2 separate regions of the Sus scrofa genome follow, and region 2 is linked to region 1. A link is a contact called in public promoter capture Hi-C data. All regions are on one chromosome and are shown on one strand. Each heading gives the region's core, a stretch centred on a gene start, on an enhancer-like site or on the middle of the called end of the contact. The rest is flanking DNA. Distances are from core to core; before and after follow the strand shown. Region 1 holds the start of EGR3 (early growth response protein 3). Region 2 holds the start of LOC100737977 (tumor necrosis factor receptor superfamily member 10B-like).

Region 1 (3,232 bases), core at 455-2,954:
CTGGCACCAGTTGGAAGGGGAGTCGAAGGCGAACTTTCCCAAGTAGGTCACGGTCTTGTTGCCGGGGGCTGGCTGGAAGGAGCCCGAATAAGAGAGTTCCGGGTTGGGCTTCTCGTTGGTCAGACCGATGTCCATCACATTCTCTGCGGAGAGCGGGGGAGAGAGGGGAGGGGTGAGTGAAGCCGAGTCGGCTCCCGGGCCAGGGTGCCCAGGTCTTTGCCCAGGTGTGGAGGGTGCGGCCGGGTGGAGTGCGCAGCGCATGGGGTAAGAGGAAAGCTGCGCCCGGCGCAAAGCGGGCGGTGCCGCGCTCCCGGGCGCAACCTGGATACAGCAAAATACTACGGATCGGGGTGTGGAGTGGCTGCTGCACACATACCGCACACGCCGCGCACACACACGTACCACACACATACACATACACAGGCGCGCGCGCGAGAAGCATTGTTGTTATTCCTGAGGTGGGGCTGGCAGGTAGCTGCAGCTACAGGTAGTTTCAGACCCGGAGTGCGTGTGGCTCTCGCTCTCTAGCACACGCAACTCGGCCTCTTCCCCTAGCCCTGTCCGCGCCGGACGCCGCGCCTTTCCTGCCCCGACGAAGCCCCCCGTGCGCTCTGCGCCCAGGTCGCTGACCCAGAGCGCTCCGACGCTTTGTCCTCGGCGCATAGACGGGTGCTGCCCGCAAAAGGAGCTCTCCCGCCGCCTCCCCTAGCCCCAGTCTCCTCCGGGCCTGAAGGAGCTTTCGGCTCTTGCGGGAGGGGGAAAGCCCAGCCTCAGCTAAGCGAGAGTGGAGGGCGGTGGAAAACCGGCCAGTGTCTCCATGACGGGAGTGGCCGCTCTTCCCAAGCTCCTCCGCCCGGGGATCGAGCCCGTGGAAGCCCCCGCATGGGTGGCCCCCCACCTTCTCCCCTACCCGCCGTCCCCACATCCCCACACCCCCACGGCTTCGCTGAACGCCCTGGAAAGGCAGCGTCGCAGTACCTCTCCCACCGCGGGGACTCCACGCCGCACATGGCTCCATCCCGGGTGGGAGGCTGAGGGAGTAAGGGGGGAGAGCGCGGGTGAAAGGGACGTTGGGCTCCTCCCGAGAAAGGGGGCGACAGCACTACGCCTTGCGCGCAGCCCGGCGATCGCGCCCCCTAAGTGGAGAACCCCAGAGCCGCTCGCACCTACCTCCCTTCGGTCGGCGGCTGCCCCCACCCGGGAGAACCGAAGCCTCTACCGTGGCGTAGCCAACCGAGCCTTCCCGATCAGGGAGGGCGGGAGGAGTGGGTGGGAAAAGCAACTCGCCCCCCGGAAAATTCCCAGCGCGCCCCCCATCTCTCCATCCATCCATCCATCCATCTATCTATCTCTAGCTCGCTCCCTCCTCCTCTTCCTCTCTCCCTTTCCTTCCTCGCTGCCTCGCCGCCTCCCCGCCGCCCTTACCTGTAGCCATCTGATTGTAATGGGCTACCGAGTCGGTGCTGCCAGAAAAGAGGTTGAGCGCGCTGGGGATCTCCTCGGGGTACAGATTGTCAGGCAGTTGGTTTAACAAACTGCTCATGGTCACCGGCAGCTTCTCGGCGAGTTTGCCGGTCATAGCACTCCCGAGCTGCCGCCGCCGCCACCGCCGCCACCGCCGCCGCTCGCTCCTAACGCAGCTTCCAGGCAAGCGGCATCCGAGAGGCGATCCGTGGTGCAGGGGAAAAGCATGCGAGAGGGAAAGTTCGGGGGGAGGGGGAGGGAAGAGGGGAAGGGGTGGGCCTGGGGAGGGGATCTTCTCTTTTTGGGGGGTGGGTGGGAGAGAGGGCAAAGGAGGGTAATCCTCTTGGTGTCTCAGCTGGTGTCGTAGAGGCTTGGTCGTGGGGGGGGGGCGTGTGCGGCGGGTGGACGGGGGCTGAGCTGGGGGGGGGGATCTCGGCCCAAGGGGTCGGACGCGGCCTCAGTATTGATATCACAAACAGACGCGCGCCCGCGGCCCCCCCGCCCCCCGATCCACCACCGCCGCCACCGCCGCCGCCGCCGCCTCTGCCGCTGCTGCTGCCGCTGCTACCACCACCACCAGCCCCGCCGCTTCCTAGCAAGCTCACTGCTGCCCAAAAGCTCCCAGCCAGGGAACTCCACCAGCCTATTTATCTGAGCCCCGGGAAAGCTCCGTGACGTAGCTGCCCATATATGGACAGACAAAGCCCAGCCGAAGGGGCGCGACGTCACAATGGAAGCTCCTCACAATGGAACATTAGAAAGCAGGAAGCGGGCCGCAGCCAACGTGCGGCGCCCGCACCGCTCGCGGATCTTAAAAAAAAACAGAGAGAGAGAGAGAAACAGTAGAGAAGAAAGAAGGAAAATTCGAGAGGAGAGAGGAAAGAGCGATGTAACTGTACGGAAAGCGTAAAGCGCGCCGCGCCGGGTTGAAAGACCAATAGCCGCGTGTATGTTTATTTGATGTCTGCACTAGGAGAGCGCGCTTGTAGGACTGGGGGCCGCAGAGGTGGCGTTGTTTCCAAGTGGCCTCCAGCACCCCCAGCAGGAAGAAAGAGAATTGAAAACACCCGGCGGGGTCTCTTCACTGCCCGGGAACTTCTGGGGAACCCGGAAGGTGTGCGCACCGACCCTGCCCCGCCGCTCTTCTCGCGCCCAGGATCCTGCCCGGGGCTGGGAAAAAGTCCCTCTGAGGAGGAGTCTAGCGGGTCAGGGATCTCTGGTCCAGTGTCCCAGGAAATTTTGTGCCACCCTCCCTGTGATTCGCCGCCCACACTCCTGCTGCTCCTCGGGCCCCTGACCCTGTGCCGACACCCAGCTGAGCGCAGTGGTGGGGAGGTTCGTAGCTGCAGAGCGACTGCGCGGGAGGCGAGAACCTCGAATATTTGGGGTCGAGGATGTGCAGTTTTGGTGACGAAGAAGGAGGAATGAAGTTGAGGGGGTAGGAAACACGTGCACCAAATCCTCCACAAATTTCCTCACGGTTCCAAACACCCCCTTTGGCCACGGGATGGCAGGAGGGCTCAGCAGGCCCAGGCGCAGACTCAGTCTATTGCTGCCTGCGAAGGGCCCGCCGCGGAGTTGCGGCAGGAGTCTGCTGAACCCACAGTCTCTGAGCCACAGCGGCGACCTCCCCTAGTCTCTACCTTCCCCCTCGCCTTCCACAGGGCTGTTCCCATTGCTGACTGCCAGCGCCCTGCTGTCAAGGGCCGCCTGTTTGCCGACCCCGAAAGCTGTCACCTCCCCGAGCAGCAGCAGCAGCAAATCCCGG
Region 2 (2,872 bases), core at 16-2,515, 420 kb after region 1:
GGTGGTTGTCTAAAGTGTTAGCACACTTTTACAGGCATTTGAATAGGAATGACAGGAAATGCTATTTCCAGGCCAAATACTTCTTCAGGATAACCTTGGGGTGTGTGTGTGTGTGTTGGGGGTGGTGGTGGGGTTTGTTGCTGTTTGTTTTTGTAACATATAAGGGCAAACTGGCTGGAGCCTAGAGCAAGCTAGAAACCAATTCCAAGTATGCACTTATTTCTATGATGAGTTTCTCTGGGACGCACGCCCTTACTTGTTTGATCAATGGAAGTCAAAATAAGAGTTTCACATCCTTGTTTCTGAAACTAAAGACAGAGCCCCTGGGGCCAGCTGTAGAATTGTTGATGGTTTACCTTGTAAAGCCCGTGTGTTGCTGTGTAAGAAAATGCTTAGCAGGCGTTTGGCAAACTGCTCTTCTCACAGCAGCCCGGAAGGGGTGCTGAACGAGAGCAGGGGTGGGAAAGTTACTTTTCTGTTAAAATCCGTGGGAAGAAGAGATGCAGCGAGCACTTTTAAGAATTTAAACAGGAGAGTTCCCGTCGTGGCTCAGTGCTTAGCGAATCTGACTAGGAACCATGAGGTTGCAGGTTCAATCCCTGGCCTCGCTCAGTGGTTAAGGATCCCGCGTTGCCATGAGCTGTGGTGTAGGTTGCAGACGAGGCTCGGAACCAGTGTTGCTGTGGCTGTGGTGTAGACCAGCGGTTACAGCTCCGATTAGACCCCTAGCCTGGGAACCTCCATATGCCACGGGTGCGGCCCTGGAAAAGACAAAAAAAAAAAAAAAAAAAAAAAAATTAAACAAGCATACAAAAGAAGGAGAAGGGAAGAGAGGAGGGGAGGAAAAGGAGGGGAGAAAAGGGGTGAGGAGTAAGGAAAGGAGAGGGCGGGGCAGGGCCACGCAGGCTCCGCCCCCTCCCCGCCGACTCACAGCCCGACCTCCCTCGGACCACGCCGGGATTTGCCCGGGCATGTCCCCAAGTCTCATATCCGCGATTCCCCTACTCTTCGCTCCCTCTCGGCCACCAGGCACGCCTTCTTCGAGCTAGGGCCCGCGGCGGGGACTCACCCACAGCACGACACTCAAGACGACGAGGAAGATGGGGTCCCGGAGCCATGGCCGGGGGCTGGGTGTGCGCCCTTCCGGGACTCCGGAGGTCTGCGCTTCCCGCCGCGATCCGGGAGAACTCGCTGTCCGGGCTGCCGCGTGGTGAACGCCCGCAGAACCGCCGGAAATACGATGTAGGCAGTGTCTTTCGTGGAGCGCCGGCTGTCTATTCCCACGCGCGCTGCTCTCGGGGGTTCGGAATGACGGTGCGCAGCAGATGGCCCCGCCTAGTCTTAGGCTGGCTGTTGTGCAATCAGTGCCTGGCAGTGTAGAAAGCTGCCTTTTTTCTCTGAGGCGGCAAATTACGCCCAGAGTTTCTCCGAACCTGGAAATTCAGAGTACTTCTTTTGTCTTACACACCCGCGGTATTTGGAAGTTCCCAGGCTAGGGTCAAATGGGAGCTACAGCTGCCAGCCTACACCACAGCTCTTGGCAACAGTGGACCCTTAACCCACTGAGCGAGGGAAGGGATCGAGCTTGAGTCCTCCTGGATCCTAGTCGGGTTCGTTACCGCTGAGCCAGGACGGAAGCTCCCAAAATTCAGAGTACTTCTTGAACCCAAGTTCCTTCCCAGGACCGGAGCCTCTCCAGAGCTACCTCCGGTTCTCTGACTATGGCCTTTTGCCCACTCTCACCTTCTGCTCTTACCCCCCCTCACTGACAAAATGTATGGTTATTACTGCTTCCAAACTCACTTGGCAGCTCTGTCCTAGGGCCAGGCTTCTGGGTCAGAGGCTTGGTTTTAGCCTCGCAGTAGCCAGGTACCTGACTGGAACAGACACTCAATGAAGGTCACAGGGGCCGTGATCCCTGAGTCTGATTTCAGGTCACCAGTGACCTCCCCCTTCACCAGCTTGCCTCTTCTGGTAATTCCAGGTCCATCATCTGTCTTTCACATTCTCTTTACTGCTCCTGCAGTCAGACAAGCCGGAGGAAGCCACTTCAGCCTTTCTTCAGGATTTCCCTTTCCTGTAGATTCTTGAATTAAATCCCTGGGGAAACAGAACCGCTAGGAATTGATTGGCCCGTGAAATCAAATGGGCCAAGAAGGGGAGCCCCACTTGGGGCAGGCCCATCTTGCTCTATACCCACACACTTGGCACCCTGCTGGTAGGAATCCAGTATCCGGAAGCTTGAGGTTAGGTCCTGCTCACAGGATGATTGAAGGGCTGGGAAATGGGTAAGAGAAGGGAATCCAGGAGGCCTCCAGCTCCACCCATTGTATCAATTTTGTGTGGTTTGGGCAGTAGGAGTTAAAATTCATTTTTCTCCATACATTTATCCATTAAATAATCTTATTGCCTTTGTTGAAATTCATTTAACCGTATCATATATATGTTCCATTTCTGGACTCTGTATTCTATTCCATGGATCTATCATTTGTCTGACTTCATGCCAATACCACCTGTCTTGACTACTGCAGCTTTCTTTATTGTCAGTGTGTGTGTGTGTTTTTTAGGGGCATACTCACAGCATATGGAGGTTCCCAGGCTAGGGGTCACCTACGCCACAGCCACAGCAACATCAGATCCGAGCCTCATTGACCTACATCACAGCTTACAGAAATGCCAGATCCTTAACCCACTGAGCGAGGCCAGGGATCGAACCTGAAACCTCATGGTTCCTAGTTGGATTCATTTCCGCTGTGCCACTATGGGAACTCCCTATTGTCAGTCTTAAAATCAGGTAGTTTAAGTCCTCTAACTGCTTTATTTTTTCAAAAATTGTTCTGGAGTTCCTGTTGTGGCTCTCCTTTATTAGTAT

The links. Promoter capture Hi-C pulls out the DNA fragments that hold promoters and counts their contacts.
Region 2: a promoter capture Hi-C map of fetal skeletal muscle shows a contact between it and region 1, with 2.4 times the contacts expected there. The contact joins the promoter of LOC100737977 here to the promoter of EGR3 in region 1. A contact is called at or near these places in 1 of 5 promoter capture datasets (fetal skeletal muscle) and 1 of 2 datasets of contacts at active chromatin or transcription factors (skeletal muscle).

What each region holds. Positions count from the first base shown.
Region 1 is chr14:6,946,803-6,950,034 of Sscrofa11.1, forward strand. EGR3 (early growth response protein 3) reads right to left here and starts at 1,705. Exons shown (of 2, transcript XM_021072993.1): 1 at 1,426-1,705; 2 at 1-143. The coding sequence starts at 1,579.
Region 2 is chr14:7,369,821-7,372,692 of Sscrofa11.1, forward strand. It overlaps LOC100737977 (tumor necrosis factor receptor superfamily member 10B-like), which reads right to left and starts at 1,266. Exons shown (of 10, transcript XM_021073208.1): 1 at 1,070-1,266. The coding sequence starts at 1,118.